Regions from separate parts of the Sus scrofa genome. Here all the other regions are linked to region 1. The links are chromatin contacts, called in public HiChIP or PLAC-seq maps. All regions are on one chromosome and are shown on one strand. Each heading gives the region's core, a stretch centred on a gene start, on an enhancer-like site or on the middle of the called end of the contact. The rest is flanking DNA. Distances are from core to core; before and after follow the strand shown. Region 1 has its middle 8.9 kb from the start of PGM2. Region 2 overlaps TBC1D1 (TBC1 domain family member 1). Region 3 overlaps TBC1D1 (TBC1 domain family member 1). Region 4 overlaps RELL1 (RELT-like protein 1). Region 5 overlaps TBC1D1 (TBC1 domain family member 1).

Region 1 (4,903 bases), core at 909-3,408:
TGAGATTTTGCGGTTTGGTTTTAATTTGTTTTTGTTTACCATTAAGAGGAGCCTAAAAGCCCTGACTGTTCCTCATCAAGCTAATGTCAATTATGATTAGGGAACTTTCTCTGAATACTTTTATCTTCATATGGTACGGGAAAAATTAGAAGGGCTAATTTTTGAAAGCTAAATGTTCTTTATCCCAACCATTCTCAAAGCCACTCCCAGGTGGGTTAGTCAGCTTTGTTGCAGTAGGAAAGGACCCCACAACTCTCAGTGGTTTGCCATAGCAAATAGCAAATATTTCTTTCTTGGCCACATTACATGGCAGGTGATGGATCAGGTGCTGACTCGCTGCTTGTGGCTTCTCATCCCCAGACGCAAACCAAAGGAGCAGCACCATCTGAAACATCTGCTTAGTGGTGGAGAAAAAGAGAGCTGTCTGAAGGATGTGGTACCTGTTCTAATTTTTGTTCAAATGCAACCCATGTCTCACCTGTTCACATTCCACTGAGCAAAGCAAGACACATGGCCAAGCCCCACCTTGATAGGGAGGTGAAGTTACTCCTCCAGCAGGAAGTCCATGCTTGTTGCAAGTAAAGGGTGGAGGTATGATCCTCCTATAAGGAAGAGGATGCATGAGTCATCACAATCGACAATCTAATCTCTGCGCATAAAATGGGGGATTAAATCATTGGAAGAAAATAAGATTAGAGAAAAGCTGAACAATGATTAGAACGGAAAAGTTTAAAACTTAAAAAAAAATTTGTCCAGACTTAAACACCAAGGTACTTTAAGGAATTTAAGGCTGGACCATCTGTCTTAAATTATGATTTGTGTGTTATCTTTGCAATATAATTTTATTGGGGGCAAGTACTTCTTTTAGCACTGCCTTCTTGGTCTCCTTTTTAATACTCTTCCCTTCAAGAAGTACAAACAAAACTCCCTATTAACACAGGGAGAATTAGAGATGACTGAGGTGAAAAGGTGGCAGATCTTTTTTTTTTTTTTTTTTTTTTTTTGGCCTTTTCTAAGGCCACACCCATGGCATATGGAGGTTCCCAGGCTAGGGGTCTTATCGGAGCAATCAGAGCTGTAGCTGCCGGCCTATGCCACAGCCACAGCAACGCCAGATCCAAGCTGAGTCTGCGACCTACACCACAGCTCACGGCAATGCTGGATCCTTAACCCACTGAGTGAGGCCAGGGATCGAACCCGCAACTTCATGGTTCCTAGTCAGATTCGTTAACCACTGCGCCAGGATAAGAACTCCCTGATCAAAGTAATCTTGATGAAAAAGAAAAATACAGAGCTCCTGCCATGGCACAATGGATTAAGAGTCCCTCTGTAGCAACTCGAGTCACTGCAGAGGCAAGGGTTCTGGCTAAAGATCCCGTGTTGCCACAGCTGTCCCATGGGTCGCAGCTGCAGCTCAGATTCAATCCCTGGACTAGGAACTTCATGTTCCACAGGTGTGGCCATTAGAAAGGAAGGAAGGAAAGAGAAAGAAAGAAAGAAAGAAAGAAAGAAAGAAAGAAAGAAAGAAAGAAAGAAAGAAAAAGAAAGAGGGAAGGGGAAAGAGAGAGGAAGGAAAAAGGAAAGGAAAGGAAAGGAAAGGAAAGGAAAGGAAAAAAATGTATTACCAAGCTTCATTTGGAGCACAAATAACACCCAGTTGCTCCTCAAGCAGAAACTAGGGATTCTCCGAGTTCTGACTTTAAAAGGTTTAATATTAATCTGCCAAAACAGTGGTCTTTCAGAAACATCAGGAATTATGTGATGCTCAGGAGAAAAAAAAAATCCTTCTCTTTCTACTGAGTCTCTTATGTTCAACACTCGGTAGAGATGCAGCTTTTAGTATAAGGCTTGCTCCTAAGCGGAATGAGCATACTAACACTAGAGGGCGCTGAAGTTTCCAAACACGAATCTCTGAGGGGGCTTTATTCTCACCCCGCTGAGGATGCGGTCACGTGTCTCTTCCTCTGACCCAGGCAGAAACCAAGGCGCAGAGCATTTCAACGACAGCGCTTTCCTAAGTTCACCAGTTCAATACTGCCTGCTTAAATACCCAAACACCTGAGGCAGAAGGACGCAGTAACGTTTCATTAGTCACCAACCATCTGATGAACATAATGACTCATCCCCTGAGATCTGGTTGTGACGGGTCGAGGGTGGCGGAAGATGTGCAAGACAATGGCGCACCATGAACACGGAAAAGAGAAGTGGCAGGAGGAGGCCGGGCTGAGAGAACACAAATGTTTCACCATCAGAGCTCTAGTGGGAGTTCAAGTGCAAAGAATTATTACAATGAGTCTTGGGAGAAAACTAGCCAATTTCAGGGATTTTTTTGATGAAAATAGGCATAAGTAAGAGATATTTGCATATTCCACTGAGATATACCATTAAACTCCAGCTGGTCTTGCAGAAATGTTTGCTGTTGGTATTCTTTGGGTTTGTGACCAGTAACAAGTACACTGAAAAAGTCTATTAATAAGCATCTTCTCATTTTCCTGTCAGACCTGAAATCAGGACCCCGGAGAAAGGTGACCAGCAGTTCACTTTTCTCTGTTAAATTCAGAAATGCTAGTTTGTTTTAGAGAAAAATTTTGTATCGGTGCCATATCCATAAGTCACACTATTATTATACTCATCTTTCTTTTTCTTCATAAGTGTAAGAGACTCAATGATTCATTCCTCAGCAGGTTCTTATGGACCATCTATTATGAACCAAGCACTGTTCTAGGTGCTGGGGACTAAGTTGGAAAAAGAACAGTTTACATTGTAGCAGGGTTCACAGACACTGTTGAAATCAAATTTATAATACCATGGCAGGTAGTGATAAACATTTTGAACAGTAATCAAGTGAGGTAAGAGAAGGATGCAGCTCGCATTTTAGGAGAGGTATATGGTATGTTGGTGACAGCTCAGACTAGTTCATCAGAGCCGATGAATAAATTTTTAGGAATTTTGCTAGCCATGATTAAAAGAATAAATTTTGGGAGTTCCCATCGTGGCTCAGTGGTTAATAAACCCAACTAATATCCATGAGGCTGTGGGATCAATCTCTGGCTTTGCTCATTGGGTTAAGGATCTGGAGTTGCTGTGAACTGTGGTGTAGGCCAGCGGCTATAGCTCTGATTCAACCCCTAGCCTGGGAACCTCCATATGCGGTGGGGGCGGCCCTAAAAAAGCAAAGATAAATAAATAAATAAATAAATAAATAAATAAATTGCAAGGAAATTTAGTAAGAACCCAGATAGATAAAGGAGATCTTTTAAATGTCTTATCTAACACCCTGAAGCTAACACAATATTGTAAATAACTATATTCCAACAAGTTTGTTTAAAATAGCCTTATTAACCAATGGCAAGATTTGGCTCCTGATTCAAACAATTTTGAAAAATTAAGATGCTTATGGAGTTTCTGTCATGGTGCAATGGAAACGAATCTAAGAACCATGAGGTTTCTGGATTCGATCCCTGGCCTGGTTCAGTGGGTTAGGTATCTGGCGTTGCTGTGAGCTGTGGTGTAGGTCACAGATGCAGCTTGGATCTCATGTTGCTGTGGCTGTGGTACAGGCCAGCGGCTACAGCTCTGATTGAACCGCTAGCCTGGGAACCTCCATATGCTGTGGGTGCGACCCTAAAAAGACAAAAAAAAAAAAAAAAATTTAAGACGCTTACAAGATATGTGAAAATTTGGACACTAAATAGACATTTAATAATATTAAGGAATTATTAAATTTAACCTTAAAATTTTTAGGTGAGATAATGATTTTATGGTTATTTATGAATCTTCTTCAAAATATACAAGAGGGGGAGTTCCCACCGTGGCGCAGTGGTTAACGAATCTGACTAGGAACCATGAGGTTACGGGTTTGATCCCTGGCCTTGCTCAGTGGGTTAAGGATCCGGCGTTGCTGTGAGCTGTGGTGTAGGCTGGCGGCTACAGCCCCAATTCAACCCCTAGCCTGGGAACCTCCATATGCCTCGGGTTCGGCCCTAAAATGACAAAAAAGGACAAAAAACAAACAAACAAAACCTTCCTAAAATAAAAAGTTTTAGAATAACTGTTCCTGGGCTGGATCCAAAAGATCTGGTAGAATTGCTGACAAGGTGTCTGGGGCAGCTGGGAAGGTTTCCAAGGCAAATGGGACATCCATGTGTGAAACACTTCTTAGGCAGCAGGAGAGCATGCACAAATTAAATTATTTTGGGCTTCACCTAACATTATCGACGCCAAAACTGGTTAATATTTGTTTTTCATCAAGAGCCAGCTGCTATCACATGGAAACAGGTTACCAGAGTTCATGGAACTCCTTCTATGGACATGTGTAGAAATGGGCTGAGCAGAACTGGGGCTTGAACATTGGATTAGAAAATCAGGAGACTGGGCAGGAGAATCCCAGCTCTGTCAGTGACCAGTGCTGGGCTTCAAGGCCCCTTCAAGGGGATTGAACTCAAAGCCTCAGGCCAAGACAAGAATTATGAGTTTCTCTTTCTCTTCCTTCCTTTCTGTCTTTGTTTTTTGGTTTTTGGTTTTTTTTTTTTTTTTTTGCTTCCTAGCACCACACCTGCAGCCTTTGCAGTTTCTCAGGCTAGGGGCTGAATTGGAGCTACAGCTTCTGGCCACACCCACAGCCACAGCAACACCAGATCCTTAATCCACTGAGTGAGGCCAGGGATCAAACCTGAATCCTCATGGGTACTAGTTGGGTGTGTTACTGCCAAGCCATAATGGGAACTCCCGAATTATGAAATTCTTATCATCCCCCCACTGGTCTCATTGTAACATGGTAACACCCCTTCCTCCACCTTGAGCAACATGGCCTACTCCTTCCTACCCCTGACTAGGAAAGGTACATGGCCCACTCCTAACTCCACCCCTATAGAGGCCTTATACGCCTTTTTTCCCAGCCATT
Region 2 (4,903 bases), core at 1,608-4,107, 210 kb after region 1:
TGGAACAGGGTAGTGTCTTAATGATTTGAGCATAGAGTACTACACTGGAGAAGTAGATTTAATTATATTTTCATTTGGAAACAGAGGATTTAATGTCAAGGAGATCAAGCCTCACAAAGTGGAACTGGTGTCTGAGCATCCTTTCACTCGAGGTTTCTAAACATTCTGTCACTCAGGAGGGCTGTGTCTTTGCCTGCAAAGAAGTTCCTCTGATCCCCAGATGTGTTCGGGTGTCCCTCAGACCCGACGCGTTCTTGGGCTCTGAGTACAGCTTTTCCGAGCAGCAGCTGCTGTGCAGATTGATCCCATGAACTTTTGAGAGTCATTTACAGGTTCTTGCTCTCACTTTCTCTTACCAGATACCACATGGATTTCATTACCTTCTTGTTACTCCGAAAAATGCCTGTAACCTTTGAAAATGTGTTATGACTTGGCCTAAAGAGAGGTAGAACTGTGGCCTGTGTCCACCAACCTTCAAAGGCAGGCAGAGGACAATGAGCACAGTCTCAGAGCGGTGCTTCTCAGCGCTGTGGGGCCGCCACGCTGTGTGCGCTTTTCAGACTAACATGTTAGCGTTGGATAGCTGTTAGAGGAATCATTTCATAAAGCAGAAAACAACTGAATGAATCCTTTGATTGTATGCGGAAGGAGGCAGTTTAGGCAAAGATCTATAAAGTCGAGAGGGTATTAGGTTTTAATCAATGGATATATCATTTCTACTTGTATTCACTGAGCTGGTACAAAAATTAATTAACAGCTACCACTGAGTGAATGTTTGCCATGTACTAGATAGAGTTTTAAGTCTTTATGTGAATTAGCCATTTTTTTCCCCTTCAACAGCTCTTTTGCAGTAGGTGTAATACTCATGTTAGAGACAAGGGCATGGGGAACAGAGGGCAAGTCGTTTGCTAGGCAGTGTTGAGCCCGTGTGTCTGAGGTCCAAAGACATTATCTTAATCATGTGTCCTTTAGGAGTGTAACCAACAACGTTTAATGTTACAGAAGTACTCAGCAATTTGCCTGAGTGCATTATCCAGTAGATAAGTTTTTCTTTTTTCCTGACATTTTATCACGAAAATTTCAAACATACAAACAAGCGCACAGTACTCCTACGCCCACCATCTGGAGGAAACCATTTTTTTTTTAATGTTTTGTTAATATTTATTTTTTATTTATTTATTTATTTTTTAATAAATTTTTTTATTTTCCCACTGTACATCAAGGGGGTTAGGTTATCCTTACATGTATACATTACAATTACATTTTTTCCCCCACCCTTTGTTCTGTTGCAACATGAGTATCTAGACAAAGTTCTCAATGCTACTCAGCAGGATCTCCTTGTAAATCTATTCTAAGTTGTGTCTGATAAGCCCAAGCTCCCGATCCCTCCCACTCCCATCAGGCAGCCACAAATCTTTTCTCCAAGTCCATGATTTTCTTTTCTGAGGAGATGTTCATTTGTGCTGGATATTAGATTCCAGTTATAAGTGATATCATATGGTATTTGCCTTTGTCTTTCTGGCTCATTTCACTCAGGATGAGATTCTCTAGTTCCATCCATGTTGCTGCAAATGGCATTATGTCACCCTTTTTATGGCTGAGTAGTATTCCATTGTGTATATATACCACATCTTCTGAATCCAATCATCTGTCGATGGACATTTGGGTTGTTTCCATGTCCTGGCTATTGTGAATAGTGCTGCAGTGAACACGCGGGTGCATGTGTCTCTTTTAAGTAGAGTTTTGTCCGGATAGATGCCCAAGTGGAGGAAACCATTTTTAACATTTTGTTATGTTTGCTTTCCTGTGTGTGTATCCTTATTTTGATGCCTTTCAAGGTAAGTTTCTGTACTAGCATTCTTCTTTTTTTTTTTTGCATTTTCTAGGGCTGCACCCACGGCCTATGGAGGTTCCCAGGCTAGGGGTCTGATCGGAGCTGTAGCTGCTGGCCTTCGCCAGAGCCACAGCGATGCAGGATCCGAGCCGCGTCTGCAACCTACACCACAGCTCTCGGCAACGCCGGATCCTTAACCCACTGAGCAAGGCCAGGGATCAAACCTGCAACCTCATGGTTCCTAGTCGGATTTGTTAACCACTGAGCCACGACGAGAACTCCATGTACTAGTCTTCTTGATCCCTGAACCCTTTAGTATGTGTATCAATACCTAGAATTTAGTATTTGTTTACAATTTTTTGGAGATAAGATTTACACATAGTAAGCTGCACAGATCTCGAGCGTACCATTTGTTGAGTTTGGAGGATTTTGTACATTCAGGTAGCCCACATCCCTGTCAAGATACAGGACATCTCCATCATGCCCGCAGGTACCCCCACAGCAGTCCTCACTCCCTCCCTCCCCCAGGCAACCACTGTTTTTTTTTTTTTTTCCCACCATAGATTCGTTTTGCCTGTTTGGGAACTTTTTATAAGTAGAATCATACAGTATCTTCTCTTTTGGTTCAGGCTTCTTTCACTTAGCAGAATGTTTTTGATATTCATCCTTGTTGTTGCATAAATCATTAATATGTTCCTTTTCATTCCATTGTGTCACAAGTATGGTTGATTTCTCCATTCCCCTTGTGACGGACACCTATGCTATTTCCAGGTGCTGGTTATTGTGAAAAGGCTGCCGGTGGATGGGTTGTGACACCCCTGGATGGTGGGTTCTGAACTGGGAACCCAGAGTGTGTTGTTCCTTTCCTTTGAAAAGCTAATGGTAGTTGCCTTTGTACCACAAGCTGTGCCTGATGCTTTTAGATGCTTTACCTGCTATGCTCACCCCACAGCACTGTTCTTACATCTTGAGGTCGGTCTCAGTTCACAGGAGAGGAAGTTGTGGCTCAGAGAAAGCAGCTTGCACAAGGCCGCGGCTAGTGAGTGACTGTCTCTGATCCAGCCACAGAGCCCGAGCTCTAAACTGCTTTGTTAACGGATTGGTTTCTAAGCACATTTCTTCATTTCTTTTGGAGGAGACAGAGTCGGTCTTTGAGGCAAATGTATTTCTTAGACTTGCAGTCCTGTTGCCAAGGAGCAGCTGAGAAGAAGTCACAGAAAGAATATGACCTGGGGTCAAGAAGATGCATCCTAGAGGTTTTTCAGTCCTTTAAAAAGGAAGGAGGCCTATGTGACTTAACTTTCCATTGTTCCACTTTTTAGGCATCACAGATTGCAGCGGAGAATATTGGAAGCGAGTTACCACCCAGTGCCACTCGGTTTAGACTAGATATGCTGAAAAACAAAGCAAAGAGATCTTTAACGGAGTCTTTAGAAAGTATTTTGTCCCGGGTAAGTGGTATGATTCGTCCTAATTTAAGTTGACTCACGTTTTGAGAGAACATGAGATTCAGTTCTTTGCTTTTACTCCAACAGGGTTCATTGTAAAGTATAGGAGGGTAAAACCTTTTTAATGTCTTCTTAGTCTTAGAAAATTGTTCCCTTTAAAGTTCAGTTTTTACCTTGGTCTGGGTTTTTAAAAATCATTATTGGAGTTCCCTGGTGGCTTCGAGACTAAAGGAGCTGGCGTTATTACTGCTGTAGCTCGGGTTGCTGCTCTGGCACAGGTTTGATCCCTGGCCTGGGAACCTCTGCATGCCAAGGGCATGGCCAAAAAAATAATCACTCTTTTGTGTTGTATTATATCCCATGGAGTTTCCCAAAAGAATGTTGTTTGTGGGGCAGCCCCTATAAAGAGCATGGATCAGATACATCAAAGTGTGGGTTCCATTCTCCCTGGTGTCACTAGGTACAGCTTAAAAATTGTTGTTCTCAGCTTCTGTTGCTGGTGTCTCAAATTGCCTGTAGCAGGATCTGCAAACTGTGGCTCTTGGGCCAGATACCAGTCACTTTTTGTTTTTGTAAATAAAGTTTTGTTAGAACACAGTCACATCAGTTCATTCGCCTTTTGTCTAAGGCTGCTTTTCTACAGAGTCAAGTAGTTGGCCCACAGAGCGTAAGAGGTTTATTATCTGGCCCTTTACAGAAGAAGTTTGTGGCCTGCAGCTCTACAGGAAAAATAAAATGTGCATCTGTACCAATCTGGAAGTTCTTAAAGAAATTCCTATCACCCCCTACTTACCTACTCCCCCCTCCCATGAGTGTAAACACCCCTGACGATGGCACTTCTAAGAAGTAGATGTTTGATTTTCTCTCAAAGTTCCACACCTTTCAAGAGTTTACAATATCTTCTTTTATTTCTTTTTTATTTCATGAACTACTTCATTTGAAACAAGCTTTATTTTTTTGGTGAAAGTTAAATTTTATTTTGTGTGAAGATGTTTCTGAGAGTCTTACAGCATCCTTACAGATAATTAAAGACAGTTCATTTACAGAACTGGCGCTGGGGTGGGGCTGCCTCTGTCTCCCAGACGGAGAGCTTGGGGTTGGCGTGTGGCGGGCTGGAGGCGAGGGTTGTGGAGCGCATGCCCTCCGGCACTTACTTTGCTTTGGAGACGCGTTGTCTCTTCCCTTGCCCACCATCCCTGCCAAATGATGAGCCCACCAGGTGCTTTGGAGCATTTAGGTTGGTTTAAAAAATAGAAAAAAGTCGGGAACGTTGATTGTCTCATATGTGTGCAGCAGCGTTTCTCAGTAGATGCATTTTTCCTGAGCTTATTGAAATAGACCAGACTGCTTCTAGCGGATGCCTTTGCAAACGCCTCAGGGGTCATAACTCGACTGCTTTTCTTTCGTAGGGTAATAAAGCCAGAGGCCTCCAGGAGCACTCCACCAGCCTGGATCTGGACAGCTCCGTGTCTAGCACATTAAGTAGCACCAGCAAAGTAAGCACATTTCTCTTTATCTGACAACCCTGCAGAAACCAGCAAATGGGTCTTACTCATCTCCTAGGTACAGGGCCTATCAGAGGACAGCAGAGCTCTCCTAACCTGCAGCTGCGAGAAGTTTG
Region 3 (4,903 bases), core at 721-3,220, 190 kb after region 1:
TGGGTCATGAAGTGAGAAAGTTTGTATGGCAAATTTGAATTCAACCTTCACGAGAAGCTAGTTTCTTTTTTTCTTTGTCTTTTCAGATCGGTCAGTCTGAAGTTTACCTCATCAGTCCTGACACCAAAAAAATCGCCTTGGAGAAAAATTTTAAGGAGATATCCTTTTGCTCTCAGGTAAATGGAGCTGTGTTATCAGCTCAGTGGCCATTGAATTTTTTTAATGAATTCTTCTACTGTCTCATTCAGCAGAAGCGGTTAAGGTCACAGGATGTGTGCTTTCTAAGTACCGGATTTGTGATCTTGTATTTCTTCTTCCTTTTGTATATTAAGGCATAATAGAAATATAACTTTGAAATTAAGATTTTTGCTTTTAACAACCATACTCTCCTGGGGCACGTAGGGCTCCTTTTCGTTGTTTCACTCATTGGTGGTCATGCTCTGCAGCCCTGTTTTCCAGAGGTCTGGGTGTGGGTCTGGGTCTGTGTGCATGTTTATATGTACATTCATATACACAGTGGTACATTTTTAAATAGATACTTGTTTCTACTTTACAAAAATTCATAATTTTTCTTTTTTCTTTTTTTTTTTTTGTCTTTTTGCTATTTCTTGGGCCGCTCCCGTGGCATATGGAGATTCCCAGGCTAGGGGTCTAATCGGAGCTGTAGCCGCCGGCCTACGCCAGAGCCACAGCAATGCGGGATCCGAGCCGCGTCTGCAACCTGCACCACAGCTCACGGCAACGCCGGATCGTCAACCCACTGAGCGAGGGCAGGGACCTAACCCGCAACCTCATGGTTCCTAGTCGGATTCGTTAACCACTGCGCCACGATGGGAACTCCCATAATTTTTCAAATACCAATGATCATTATTTCTTCTTCCTTAAAACATGATAAATAGTGACTACCTTTCAGGATGTTTTCCTCAGAATACAGTGTCTACTTGAGTTCATTCTTGCTCATCTGGGTGTGTTTCATAGAGAAATGTGGAGAATCTGTCAGTTATAAAGAGCTATGCCAATTTCACTCAGGATCTTCCTAGCAAATCTGAATTATTGTTTGATTACTTTTTAAAAGTCTGACTTGTTTCCTCATTTCCATTTTCTCAACATTAATAAGGTAGGATGGAAGTCTCATTGTTTGTTGAATTATAGCATGATCTACAGAAGGATTCAGCAGGGAATTTTCCTCCCCAAAAGGTGAAAATGATGTTCCTGAATAAGATCAAATAAGGAACCATTTACAAAGGAAAAGTTTTTTCCAAATCCTGCTTTCCTGGGGAGTATCCTCTAGCATATGCTTAGCTTGCTCTTGGGAAATGTTGACGGAGTTGCTGGGATATGTCAGGGATTGCCCGTTTATTGGGAAATAATTGTCCTGAAACTGAGCTTCTCCACAGCTTTTTATCTTGATTTGCTGCTATTTCTATTGAAATGTTAATATTAAATATTTTTCCTTTTTCATGTGATTGTTTTAAAGGGTGCATTTTACCTGATCACCTGACCTTCAGGCTCTCAGCACTCATATCTCTGTGTGCTGGTGTTTTCAGGAGACACTGCACATTAATATTTATGGGTGATGCCATATCTGTATTGCTGTTGTGCCTCTCAGCTGATACTTTCAAAACAAGTATGCATGTTGACATTTATTAAAAAGAGCTCTTAGGAAACTATGGTAGAGCTTGAGCCTTAATAGCTTATGTTTAAAAGCTTCTCTGTTCTTTATTGTGTAGAATTTTTAACTCATTGTTTCCACTAGTTTACTTCAATATTTATCTTTCTGTTATTTTAAGAGTACAGATGTCTTAAAACTTTTAACTTTTATGTCTATATGTGTTTGTGTGTTTGTGCATGTGTGCTCATGTGTGTGTATAGTTGTGTTTCTTCATTAGTCTCTTGTCTTATTCCTTAAGACCCAAGAGAAGTTGTAATTTTTCTGTGTCAGCTTTTCTCCACTTCCTTTTATTACTAAAATGAGCATTAAAAACTTCAGTTTTGGGAGTTCCCGTTATGGTTCAGCATGTTATGAAACTGACTAGTATCTGTGAAGATGGCGAGTCTGATCCCTGGTCTCGATCAGTGAGTGGGTTAAGGATCCAGCATTGCGGTGAACTGTGGTGTAGGTTGCAGATGTGGCTCGGATCCCGTGTTGCTGTGGCTGTAGTGTAGGCCTGCAGCTGTAGCTCTGATTTGATCCCGAGCCTGGGCCCCTCCATGTGCTGTGGGTGCGGCCCTAAAGAGACCAAAGAAAAAGAAAAGAAAACTCCAGTTTTCAGTTCCTACTTCTCTTATTGTGGGGATAATCAGAGTAACATTTTAGTAGAACTTCATATTTGAGAGACGTTTTTAGGTATTTAAAATATCTGAGAAAATAATACTCTTATAGTGTCTTTTAAAATTGTGCAGTATAAACCTTAGGTTGTATTTCTGGCAGTGGTGCCTCTTCTGGGTACAACTCACTGTCCCTTCCTCTCCTCCCTGCCTTCAACAGGGTATTAGACACGTGGACCACTTTGGGTTCATCTGCCGAGAGTCCTCGGGAGCTGGAGGCTTTCATTTCGTCTGCTATGTGTTTCAGTGCACGAATGAAGCTCTGGTGAGTGAGAAAGAGCAGTTCTTACCTTGAAGTCTCCTTTGCAGGGGATTTCAACCTCCCTGATTTCTTTCTGAAGCAAAACTGTACGGCCTCATTGACCTTATTTGGCTTTAATTATTCATTCATGACTGTTTTCTCACTAGCTGGTATACACCTGAGCTTGAATATGCATTTTCAATTTTCATTGTTCTTAAAGGCCTGCTCACTTTCACCCTCTGCATTAGAGTTTTCATTTATTAATTTGTTGGTTTATTATTTTGGGGCTGTTCCTATGGCATGTGGAAGTTCCTGGGCCAGGGATCAAACTCATGCTGCCGCAGTGATAATGCCAGATCCCCAGCTCGCTGAGCCACCAGGGAACTCTTGCTTTGGCTTTATAAAAATGTCGTTTTGAACTTTTGATCAGAAGAGTTGGTTTTCGCTCAGTATTTAATTTACATCTAGTTTTTACTTTATCTCCTTGAAGAGCTTTGAGCTTTTGTAGTGTTTCTCAGACTGTATGTAATCTTAGCAGTTATTATGGTTATTATTCATTTACCTGTGACTAGTAGTCCTGAAGAATCTTAAAGTACTGAGTCTTTCCACAGCATCCTGAAATCTCTGCCCAGCTCATTTTAATTATTATTTTTCTTTTTTTTAAGGCTGCACCCACGGCATATGGGGTTCCCAGGCTTGGGGTCCAATCAGAGCTGTAACTGCTGGTGTGTGCCAGAGCCACGGTAACTTGGGATCCGAGCTGTGTCTGTGGTCTACACCACAGCTCATGGCAACAACAGATCCTTAACCCACTGAGTGAGGCCAGGGATTGAACCCATGCCCTCGTGGATCCTAGTCGGGTTCGTTAACCCGCTGAGCCACAACAGGAACTCCCATCTGCCCAGCTCATTTATTATTTATTTATTTATTTTTGCTTTTTAGGGCCTCATCTGAAGCATTTGGAGGTTCCCAGGCTAGGGGTCCAATGAGAGCTGTGACTGTTGGCCTGTGCCACCAGCCACAGCCACACAGGTTTGGAGCCTCATCTGCGACCTCCACCACAGCTCATGGCAATGCCAGATCCCTAACCCACTGAGGAACGCCAGGGATCGAACCTGGCAACCTCATGGTTCTTAGTCGGATTCGTTTGCGCTTCACCACAATGGGAAGTCCTGCCCAACTCATTTTAAATGGACATTTTACTGTCTCTTCTTTTTGATCAGGTTGATGAGATTATGATGACCTTGAAGCAGGCCTTCACGGTGGCCGCAGTGCAGCAGACGGCCAAGGCGCCGGCCCAGCTGTGTGAGGGCTGTCCCCTGCAGAGCCTGCACAAGCTCTGCGAGCGGATCGAGGGTGAGCAGGGCCCTGCAGTCTGTGACGTGGTGGGAGTCAAGGGTCCCAGGCAGATTTGTTGGACGGTCCTCCCTCACAGGGGCTTGTGGTAGTTACAGGGATTGTAGGTGAATGTCTGCTGCATGTCAGGTTTGTGCTGGGTGCTCCCTTCTTCGGTCTCCTCTCCACGGGGCTCTGTGGGTAGTGGAGGAGTTAGGGACTCAGAGGGCACAGCACCGGAGTGGTATGAGTGGTCAGTCATGGGCGCTGCTCTGCCGAGGTCTAGTAAGATAAGATCTAAGAATTTCCACGGGGTGAATTGATTAGAAGGTCGTGGAAAACCTCTGCCAGAGCGGTTTTAGTGGAGGGGAGTGGCCAGAGTGCAGGTCGCAGTTGAGGCGCCCATGAGAAAGCGCTAAGGAAGTGGTGCTGTGAGTATGGACTACAGTTGAGCTTAGGGAGAAACTGCAGTAAATGCTAAGATTTGCAGGTAAGGTTGACTGAATATTTAAGATAGTCCTGGCATTGTACTGTTTTCTTTTACATGTATTAATCTTCCATTTAATCCTCACTACTTTGTGGGAGGAAAAGGGATCATTTGCTCCTTTGTGGGGTAAGTGCAAACCCCCTACTTTCTGGGGTTTTTTTGGGATGATAGCCTCCCTGAGGAGTAAGAAGTGGTGTCCAATGTCCCTTTTTAACACAGGCATCCTCTTAAGGTATTAGAAAGTTCATTTGCTGGCATTCTTGAGCTCTTTAAAATGAATCAAAATGATCAACACTTTCAACCGTGTTTTTCTAGTTGTTACTCTTTGCTGACGTCATACAAAATGTATCTGGGAACGAGAAAAGTTGTGCTTTAACAGGAGATCCCATCTGAGAGGATTGCTAACCCTTCCCTCAGTGGTTGTCAAGATAAGGTAAACGATGACGGAAATGTCCCTTATGAGCCTATTAAGAAGCCAACAATGACTTTGGCCTTGAAGATAAAGCAGATCA
Region 4 (4,903 bases), core at 1,751-4,250, 160 kb before region 1:
ACCATGACTCTCTACTGCCTTTCCACGTGCATTAGCCTTGCAGTTTCTGCAGGAGGCTCAGCATCTAGCAAAAAGGCTCTACATATCATCAAATTCATTCACCACTTGAACCGCAAGATCTCCACATCACAGTGGGTTATAAGTAAAGGGAACTCGAGGACGGGGAAACAGACACAGGAGGCAAACTAAAAGAAAGCAGGGCCAGGAATCCACGTGGATCTTACGGCAGAGGCTGGAGGGCAGTGGACCCACTCCATCGCTTCCTTTCTTCCTGGCACATGGCTGGGTGACATTTCCCACCTCCCCGGCCATAGGTGTGGACGAGTGATTGACTTCCAGGCAGAGGAATGTGAGCAAGAATGAAATGTGCCACTGCAGGCCCATCTCATTAAAAATCTCCTGTGAACAGTCCTCTGAACTGCTGGCCAACCTGGCAGAGCCACAAGGTGGAAAGGACCTGGGCCTCTGGATGACATCTCGAAGAGCCACCACCAATCTTTCAATTCCACAAGCAAAACAAACATCCGTAAATAGTTGAGATCTGGGCTTTATCTATTAGAGCAAGTGTGATGGTTAATTTCTTGTGTCAACGTGACTGGGCCAGGAGCTGCCCAGAGGGTTGGTAAAACATTATTTCTAGGTTTGTCAGTGAGGGTGTCTGCAGGAGATTATCATCTGTATCGGTAAATTGAGTAGAGAAGATCCCTCTCACCAAGGGGAATGGGCAGATCCAGTCGCTGGAGGGCCTGAAGAGAACAAAAAGGCAGGGAAGACCGAAGCTGCTCTTTCGGCTCAAGCTGACACATCCCTCTTCTTTGCCATTGGACATGAGCATCCTTCTTCTAGGGCCTTCAGACTGGGACTCTGGCTCACACCATCGGCTCCCCTGGTTCTCAGGCCTTTGGACTTGGACTGAATTACAGCACCAGCTTGTCTGATACTCCAGCCTGCAGACAGATCATGGGCTTCTTGGCCTCTATCATCATGTGAATCAATTCTCATAACAAATCTCCTCTTATATTTGTGTGTGCATGTACATACATACATGTGATTCTGCCTCTCTGGTGAACCCTAACACAGCAAGTAATTAATACACCGAACATCTGATCTTTTTTTTTAAATTTTTTTTGTCTTTTTAGGGCCACACCCTTGGCATATGGAGGTTCCCAGGCTAGGGGTTGAATGGGAGCTATAGTCACCGGCCTACACCACAGCCACAGCAATGCAGATCTGAGCCTTGTCTGCAACCTGCACCACAGCTCATGGCAACACTGGATCCTTAACCCACTTAGCAAGGCCAGAGATCGAACCCACATCCTCATGGATACTAGTCAGGTTCATTAACCCCTGGCTGAGCCATGACAGGAACTTCGTCACATCTGATCTTGCAATAACTGCCTCTTAGAATTCTTCTGCTGTTGGAAAAATGCCAGACTCAGACCAGAAAATACAGAGGACGCTCAGAGACAGGACCTGAGCCAGGCTCAGGAGAACCCACGCTACACAATGGGTGAGAAATCCACACAGCACGGCAACTAGATCACAGAACCCAAAGCGCCCCGGGCCTCACCTGCCCACAGAGAGGACGGTGACCTCCCCTTGGCGCCTCGGGCGGCCCTCTTTGGACTTGTTGGCAGGTCTGATGAAGTGCCACCGCTTATGCCTACATCGATGACACACGTCCCGCTCGACAGCACCGCCCACTGTGTGCAGATGGTGGCCGCAGATGTGCTTTCCTGGGGTGCCTCCCGGTGACAAGGGCCCGGGGCTCACGGGCGGGCTCCCAGGAGTGCTGGGGGTCACAGGGCTACAGGGGGAAGAAAAAGGAAAAGGTGGATCTGGTTACTTAAAAGAAATACCAGCGAAGGCAAATCTCTCCCACGGAATGTAAGAAGCAGGTTCAAAGCAAAAGGAAAAAATGTCTCTTCCAATTACACAAATGGGCGTTGTGAACTGATCTCAGACAGCAGGCATTCAGCTTTTACGACTGTACAATGACAGCTCGTTTTAAACAGTAATAATGTGATTTATCACTTCTAGGATGGAATTAAAGGGCCAGAAATAAACCCCTGCTTCTAATGATGGTGTACTGTTTGTCTTAAAGTATTAGGTTTCTTTCCAAATGGCCAACCTCCCTTCTCATCCAATCTAATTTCAGGCAAACTAATTTCTCACACATACCCAAGCGCCTGCCCAGATCTCTAAGCAAATAGACACCTTGGACATACATGCCTTGGAGGAGAGAAAAACTTAAATTCCAGTCAAATTATCGAGTGGCTTTTGATCCAATCTGACGATTGTATCAAAGGAAGAAAGCTTTTAGGTCAAAATACTCAAAAGAGAGATGTTCAAAAGAGGTTGATAATAGGAATAATAAAAATAGCTAACAGCACTCTAAGCATTTGATATATGTTAATTCGGTTCATTTTTACAAAACTTTCTGAGGTAGATATTATTAATTTCCTTATTTATTTATTTGTTTATATTTTTCTGTCTCTTTAGGGCTGTACCTGCAGCATGCAGAGGTTCCCAGGCTAGGGGTTGAATCGGAGCTGTAGCCACTGGCCTTCACAGCTACAGCAAGGTGGGATCTGAGCCATGTCTGCGACCTACACCACAGCTCATAGCAATGCCAGATCCTTTAACCCACTGAGCAAGGCCAGGGATTGAACCTGTATCCTCATGGATGCCACCAAGCCATGACAGGAACTCCAATTTCCTCTTTTTAAAAAAGAAGACACTGAGCCTCAGAGCAGTTAAGTAACTTGCCCAAGGTCACACAGCCAATAAGTCATGGTTGAGATCCAAATCTGGAAAGATGACATCTAGAAACCATGATCTTAATCATCACGCTGCAGTGCTTCAGAAACAGGGGAGACCCCTTTGATAACCTGGAAGAAACCCAGCCAGACCATCCAAAATGTAAAAAGCAGAAGTATATATAGGTCAGATGCTAACTGCTTTCATCAAGCTGTGTCAAGGCTCTGGTCTACCAGGAAAGGAGGAATCAAGACAGCACAGGGCTGGCCTGACCAGGAATCAGCCCTCTGACCATGGAGGAGCGGGTGGGTGGGGCAGCTGGTCACAGCACAGCCTGACTCTTGAGACTGGGCCAAAAGCCCCAAAGGCGCATGGAAGTCTCATGACAGCATAAACCAGCCTTTATACTGCTGATAACCGGCCACCTCAAAAGCAGCACGCCTTATGGAAACGATAGTCTCAAACATTACAGCCCAGAGTTTCCTGGTGTTCTTTAGGAATGCTCTTTAGATTGTTTAAAACGCAAAATTGCAGGGAGTTCCTGTTGTGGCTCAGCAGATTAAGAACCCAACATAGTGTCTAAAATGATGCAGGTTCAATCACTGGCTTCACTCAGTGGATTAAGGATCAGGTGTTGCTGCAAGCTGTGGTGTTGCGAATGTGGCTCGGATCTAGCGTTGCTGTGGCTGTGGCAGAGGCCAGCAGCTGCAGCTCCAATTAGACCCCTAGCCTGGGAACCTCCATAGGCTCAGGTTGGCCCTAAAAAGAAAAAAAGAAAGAAACCCCCCAAAAAACCCACAAAAAACAAACAAACAAAACACAGTTGCAGCTTTCTGGGGTAAAACAAGGTCCACACCACATATCAGGAGTCTAAATTTGAAAATTTAACAACATTCAGAGTTCCCTGGTGCCTCAGCAGGTTGAGGATATGGCATTGTCACCGCTGTGGCTAGGGTTTGATCCCTGGCCTGGGAACTTCCTTTTGCTGAGGGTGTAGCCAAAAAAGAAAAAAGTTTAACCACCTCCATTCAACGAACGTTTATCTGGGACCTGCTGTGCACAAAACCCAGTGGCAGGGACCACAGGATGCCCTAAGATGCCTGAGGCAAAGATACACCGAGGTGACACGGTCCTACCCCAAGGTGTCTATGGGCAGGACTGGAAAATAGGAGAAGTCACAGCTCCTGTGTCTCTATGAACTACACAAGCAGAGCTCCCTACACTGGTCTTCCAGCCCTGAGTCACCTTGCTAAAATCCAACATGGCCAGTTTCACAAACATGTATGAAATACCTAAGATGTGCTGGCTGTACCACCCACAGAGTAAGCAGACAAAGGTCCAAACTCCTTGCCGTGTCACTCAGTCCCAACTGGCCTTGCTGGACCTTCTAGCGTCTGTCCATAGCACGTCCTCCGGCCACCACAGACTGAACGTTCCTGGGTCACCCCCCACTTTCACGCTCCAGGGTCTTTTGCTCTGGCCTTTCTCTGCAGCCCCCACCTCCTGTCTCCACTTCCACTAGACGGAGTCCTCCATGGTCAGGCCCTGTGAAGGCGCACCTCCAGCATCATGCCCAGCACACAGCAGGTACTCAATAAATGCCCCTTGAAGCATGAACAATTATACAGAAAACAGTTACCTGTAATTATGAGGATGCTCAATAACCATAACCTAAAGCTGGGAATCCCACACCAGAACTCAGCCAGTGCCCCCACCCTAGGCTGGTTTTATGTTTCATCATCATTGTCCATGGAGGTCTTTTGATGCCCCCGCTATTTGGAATTCCTTAGAATAACCCAGTGAAGTTGGTCTGGTGGTAATCTCCAGTTTATAGATGATGGAACTTGAACTCAGAAGGGTCAGTTAACTTGCCCAAGAAGAGGTGACCCATAAGCAGTGGAAGTAAGACTCAACCCAGGGCCCCAACTCCAAAGCTGCTTCTTCCTCCCATCACTGCTCTGGAATAGCAGTTCTCAACCAGGGGCCACTTCGCCCCCAGGGAACACAATGTGTGGAGCCGTTTTGGGTTGTCACACAGCAGAAGCCGGGGACAGTGGTATCTTGTAAGTGGAAACCAGGAATGTTGTTCCATGTCCTGCCCTGCACAGGACAGCTCCCCACAGCAAAGAATCATCTGGCCCTA
Region 5 (4,903 bases), core at 718-3,217, 130 kb after region 1:
TATGTTGCCGTAATTGTTTAATAATGACTTGAAAGAAAGACCTTAGAGAAACATATGTGGAAGTAAGTGCAAATAAGGTTAATGAAGAAAAAAGTGACCCAAGCTGATGTGCGGAATAGTGGCAAAATCTACAGAAGCTTCTCTAAGAAATGGATGAGCAGAGTTCCCGTCGTGGCTCGGGGGAAACGAATCCAACTAGGAACCATGAGGTTGCGGGTTCGATCCCTGCCCTTGCTTAGTGGGTTAAGGATCCGGCATTGCTGAGAGCTGTGGTGTAGGTCGCAGACGCAGCTCAGATCTGGCAGTGCTATAGTTCCGATTAGACCCCAGCCTGGGAACCTCCATATGCTGCAGGTGCGGCCCTCAAAAGACAAAAAAAAAAAAAAAAAAAAAAAAAAAAAGAAATGGATGAGCATGAGGCAGGCCCAGGAGGCTGTTGGTATGCATTGAGATGTTTGGATGGTTAGTGTGGTTAGCTTGGTATGTGGGGAGGGAGAGCAGACAGTAAGGATGAGTTCAGCTAAAAATGATGGAATGTCCAAGTCATAGTGGTTTACACCTGCGTTGCTCTAAACGCGATCCTCAGTCAGCAGCATCTCCTGGGAGTCTGTTATTAATTCTTGGGCCCCACCTCAAATCTACTGAATCAGAATTTTCGTTTTAATGAGATTTCTCAGTGATTCATGGGCACATTAAAATCCAGTTTCGGCAATAAAGATATTTTGCTATATCACTTAATAAGGATTCGGGGGTGAGCAGTTTTCGGAATGGTTGGACCTCTGTCATCCATAACACAGGCTTTTATCTCAGGATGTAGAGGTAAGCAGTTTCAGAGTGGCTGGGTCTGTATCATCAATAACACAGACTTTCATCTCATTACTCTCTGCCAGGCTTAGCATGTTAATTTTGGCCTTTTGCTCTGTGACTTCATGGTTCCAAGGTGGCTGTTGTAGCTTCTCGCACAAGTGAATTCCAAGTAGGAAGGATGGGGCCTACTTCTTCTAGGACCTCCTTGGCCAGAACTGGGTCACATTTGGGAAGAGGAATGGTACACACAAGGCTAATTGATACCATTCATTCACTTAGTTTAAAGAAAAAAATAGGTTGCCACTGTGTGCCAACTCATAACATATTCCCTGGGGCTAAACCTTGATTTTTGTTTGTTTGTTTTTTGTTTTTTAGGGCTACACCCACGGCATATGGAGGTTCCCCAGGCAAGGGGTCAAACTTGAGCTGGAGCTGCTGGCCTTTGCCACAGCCACAGCAATGCCATATCTGAGCCACGTCTGCAACCTACACCACAGCTCATAGCAACATGGGATCCTTAACCCACTGAATGGGCTCAGAGATTGAACCCATGTCCTCATGAACACTAGTCTGTTTCATTACTGCTGAGCCATGATGGGAACTCTGGGGCCTAACCTTGAGATGAGGAGTCTCTTTTCAGAGTTCCCACTGTGGTGCAGCAGGTTAAGGATCTAGCATTGCCCCAGCTATGGTGTAGGTCTCGGCTGTGGCTCAGATTCCATCCCTGGCCCAGGAACTTCCATAGGCTGCAGATACAGCTGGGGAAAAAAAAAAAAAGGAAAAAAAAAAAGTGTGTTCATTACTTGCATAAAACTAGGGTTCTGCTGATAACGAGGAATAGGGAGAAATCATTATTAGGCAGGAATCATTGTCCATCACTGGTTAGAGAGGTCAGATTTGAAAGAGTCTTGGAAGCCATGCCAAGACTGCACTCGGTCCAGTCGTCACTGGAGAATCAAGGTGGGGACATACTCAGATCTGTGTTTTGAAAAGGAAATCTAGCCTGTGGAGGATGGACTGAGACCAGCAAGGAGGTTTATGCCGTTATTCAAGTGAGAGATGGCCACGGCCGACCTAGCACAGTGCTGGGCAGAGTGGAAGTGGGGATACTCTGGAAGGCAGCTCTGAGACAGAAGCTGTTACTTATGATGCCTCTGTGGGTAGTGAGAAGGAGAGGACTCAGAGCTGAGTCACCGAGACTTTGATGGGGCAATTCACTCAGCTGTCTAACACTAGTTGCCATTAAAAACAAACAAACAAAAAAACCCCTGTATTTTACACATATGCGATCACAGGACACAGAGCTTTGTAACCTAGAATTTCCACTTTTTGCATTGCAAACTGATTTCTGTGTCAGTAGGTATAGAACTGTCTCCTTCCCCCCTATTTTAATGTTTATTGATTTGAAAAATCTTATAAAGCACAAGCAAGTCAAAAAATCATTTGTCGTCTGATAAGTTGAGAAAATTGTAAAAAGTAAAAAAGGAACCCCCCTGTTTCTATCTTGCTTCTGGAAGACGTGCCATCATCCCTCTGCCCTCTTGACCCCATTTTTTCCTTAAGGTAATACAGGAAAATATCAAGACGTTCCAGTGCACGCACACACGTCTCTCCTTTCTCTCTCTCATAGTCATGGTGTGTATATTAATCTGCATCGTGTGATTTCCACTGTTACCCTTTTCCACAAAAATCCCTGCCCTTGATTTTTGTCTCCAGAGGCCTGCGCTTCAACAATTCCCACTGTTAACACAAGAGGGCGCTACCTCAAAGTTTACTCCTTCCTTTTTTTTGTTTATGTGTGTAGGTTATAATCTAGAGTCTGCTTCCAGCGAGCATCTAATGTACTGTGCATTTATTGTTTTGCACCTTGTCTGTCCCTCTTCACTGGGGTGTAAGTATTATGAGGGCAGGGATTTTTTTTTGTTAACAGATATGTCCTCACAGCCTATACAGTATTTTGTCCAAATAGGTGCTCAATAAATATTTGTGATAAATGGAGGCATTTTCAGCAGATTGTTTTCGTTTGCATTACTTTCACACATTTGAAATCTTCAGATGTCTTTGCCCTGTATCTCCCTTCTGGGTCTTTCCCCCTTGGCCTCATATGGTGTGTTCAGGGGGTAAACTAATTTTAATGTTAATCTAGAGAAAAGGGGAGTACAGTAATGAATTCCCCCAGAGGTCATGCAATGCTGGCCACAGTGACACATGCAGGGTTATTGTTACCTGGTCCTTGGGGTTATCTGTACTGCTGGCTCCCATCCCTCGCCTGCAGGCACAAGCTGACCAAATGGACATTTTTTTTTTTTTTTTTTTTTTTTGTCTTTTGCCTTTTCTTGAACTGCTCCCGTGGCATATGGAGGTTCCCAGGTTTAGGGGTCTAATCGAAGCTCTAGCCACCGGCCTACACCAGAGCCACAGCAACGCGGGATCTGAGCCGAGTCTGCGATCTACACCACAGATCACGGCAACGCCGGATCATTAACGCACTGAGCAAGGCCAGGGATTGAATCCGCAACCTCATGGTTCCTAGTCAGATTTGTTAACCATTTCGCCACAATGGGAACTCCCCAAATGGACATTTTTAAAAAAACTCTTTGGCATGCGGAAGTTCTGGGACCAGGGACTGAACCCACACCACAGCAGCAACCTGAGCCACTGCAGTGATGATGCCGGGCACTTAACCCGCTGAGCCACCAGGGAACTCCCCAGGTGGACATTTAGACTCCCTTCGTGGGTTAGGAGAACTTAAGCAGCTGTTGAGTCTGTGTGATACTCACAGCCACAGCAGCACCATGCAGCAGCCACATCCCTTCCTTTCCAAAGGAAGGGAAGGGGTGAAAACATAGGACCCGCGATACTGTGTGACACTTTTATTCCTCACAACCATTGAAGGAATAAATAACGTCACCATTTTCGAGGAGGAAATTTCTCTCATCACAAGAATGTATAATAAAGGGAGAGAGTTGAGATTCCAATATAGCCTTTCAGGCGCCACGAACTGTGTTTTTTTGTTGTTGTTGTTTTTAAACCCTACACCCCTTTTTGGGAAAAGTTCAGAACAGATTGTTTGATAGTTTTTTCTTCGTCATTACTTTGAAAAGGTCACTTTGGCATTTGATTTACATTTGCTCACAAGCCCCAGATCATTTTCCTCCCCTCCTCCCTTCCTTTTTTGTTCCTTGACTTTGTAAGGCAACAGAGGATAGCTTTGCATGATGTACTGGAGATGCCTTCTTTTGTGGGAAATGCCAGGCAAATAAAAGTATATAAGTCGTCGCTGGTGGAAACCTACACTGGAAAATATGATTTCAGCCATAGTTCTGTGGTGTTTTTTTTTTTAAATGCTATTTTTGCTGATCTCTACTCAGAGCCACGGAAACAGATGGCCACATTGGCTGCGTTTGCTGCTAGCTTTTATGTCCCCTTTTCTCATATACGTTTATGGTGACTAAGTTTACTTTGAAAAACATATGCTAGGAAGGATGACATATTTTTCAGATTGAAGTTGTCTAGGAAAAAAAGCGTACTTGAGAAAGAATCTGTAAAATCAACAAAGCAGATTTACCTCCTAGAAAATCCATTCTCTGATGAGGCCATTTTATCGCCAGACCTTTCTGGCAAGAAATGCCCACTCCCCCACCCCCCACTCCAAGAAATGCCAAACTCCTCAGCTTGGCAGCCTGGGGTCTTGCACATCTGGTCTCAGATGATTTTTCAGACTTTTCCCTCTGATTCCAAGATTGTGTATGCTCTTCTCCAACAAAATAGGAGTGTGGATTTTTGGAGTCACCAAGTCTCTCTTTTTTTGCTCATTGCTCTTTCTTTTACCTGGAGAGTTTTTTTCTTCTTTTACTTAAGAAAAGCACTCATTCCATTTCTCCTAACTCCAATACCACCTCCTCCAGAAAGCTCTTAGGATTGGATTTGCTTTCACACCTCTAGACCTCACCAGTCTATCCTTTTTTTTTTTTTTGGCTTTTTAGGGCTGCACTTGTGGCATATGGAGGTTCCCAGGATAGGGTTCAAATCGGAGCTGCAGCTGCCGGCCTACACCACAGCCAGAGTCACACAGGATCTGAGCTGCGTCTGAGAC

Evidence for each region. HiChIP or PLAC-seq counts read pairs in DNA pulled down with a chosen protein or histone mark.
Region 2: an H3K27ac HiChIP or PLAC-seq map of alveolar macrophages shows a contact between it and region 1. The contact joins two enhancer-like sites. A contact is called at or near these places in 3 of 5 promoter capture datasets (fetal liver, liver and skeletal muscle), 31 of 47 Hi-C or Micro-C datasets (adipocytes, adipose tissue, alveolar macrophages and 17 more) and 2 of 2 datasets of contacts at active chromatin or transcription factors (alveolar macrophages and skeletal muscle).
Region 3: a contact with region 1 is called in an H3K27ac HiChIP or PLAC-seq map of alveolar macrophages. The contact joins two enhancer-like sites. A contact is called at or near these places in 1 of 5 promoter capture datasets (fetal liver), 8 of 47 Hi-C or Micro-C datasets (adipose tissue, alveolar macrophages, blood and 3 more) and 2 of 2 datasets of contacts at active chromatin or transcription factors (alveolar macrophages and skeletal muscle).
Region 4: an H3K27ac HiChIP or PLAC-seq map of alveolar macrophages shows a contact between it and region 1. The contact joins two enhancer-like sites. A contact is called at or near these places in 1 of 47 Hi-C or Micro-C datasets (fibroblasts) and 2 of 2 datasets of contacts at active chromatin or transcription factors (alveolar macrophages and skeletal muscle).
Region 5: a contact with region 1 is called in an H3K27ac HiChIP or PLAC-seq map of alveolar macrophages. The contact joins two enhancer-like sites. A contact is called at or near these places in 2 of 47 Hi-C or Micro-C datasets (embryonic fibroblasts and skeletal muscle) and 1 of 2 datasets of contacts at active chromatin or transcription factors (alveolar macrophages).

The regions. Positions count from the first base shown.
Region 1 is chr8:29,296,278-29,301,180 of Sscrofa11.1, forward strand. No RefSeq gene overlaps it. Among named protein-coding and RNA genes, the nearest start is that of PGM2, 8.9 kb to the right of the region's middle. Within about 2 kb of position 2,159, at least 27 of the 83 cell types and tissues checked have an H3K27ac peak or open chromatin away from gene starts, as enhancers often do. A contact at or near this core is called in alveolar macrophages, where this site is marked.
Region 2 is chr8:29,503,129-29,508,031 of Sscrofa11.1, forward strand. TBC1D1 (TBC1 domain family member 1) reads left to right here. Exons shown (of 22, transcript XM_021101100.1): 9 at 3,157-3,285; 10 at 4,692-4,778. Among named protein-coding and RNA genes, the nearest start is that of MIR9840, 43 kb to the right of the region's middle. Within about 2 kb of position 2,858, at least 2 of the 83 cell types and tissues checked have an H3K27ac peak or open chromatin away from gene starts, as enhancers often do. A contact at or near this core is called in alveolar macrophages, where this site is marked.
Region 3 is chr8:29,485,626-29,490,528 of Sscrofa11.1, forward strand. It overlaps TBC1D1 (TBC1 domain family member 1), which reads left to right. Exons shown (of 22, transcript XM_021101100.1): 4 at 87-176; 5 at 2,489-2,593; 6 at 3,793-3,925. Among named protein-coding and RNA genes, the nearest start is that of MIR9840, 61 kb to the right of the region's middle. Within about 2 kb of position 1,971, at least 1 of the 83 cell types and tissues checked has an H3K27ac peak or open chromatin away from gene starts, as enhancers often do. A contact at or near this core is called in alveolar macrophages, where this site is marked.
Region 4 is chr8:29,139,886-29,144,788 of Sscrofa11.1, forward strand. RELL1 (RELT-like protein 1) reads right to left here. Exons shown (of 7, transcript XM_013978589.2): 5 at 1,571-1,807. Among named protein-coding and RNA genes, the nearest start is that of RELL1, 48 kb to the right of the region's middle. Within about 2 kb of position 3,001, at least 6 of the 83 cell types and tissues checked have an H3K27ac peak or open chromatin away from gene starts, as enhancers often do. A contact at or near this core is called in alveolar macrophages, where this site is marked.
Region 5 is chr8:29,424,859-29,429,761 of Sscrofa11.1, forward strand. The region is part of intron 2 of TBC1D1 (TBC1 domain family member 1); the gene reads left to right. Among named protein-coding and RNA genes, the nearest start is that of TBC1D1, 57 kb to the left of the region's middle. Within about 2 kb of position 1,968, at least 13 of the 83 cell types and tissues checked have an H3K27ac peak or open chromatin away from gene starts, as enhancers often do. A contact at or near this core is called in alveolar macrophages, where this site is marked.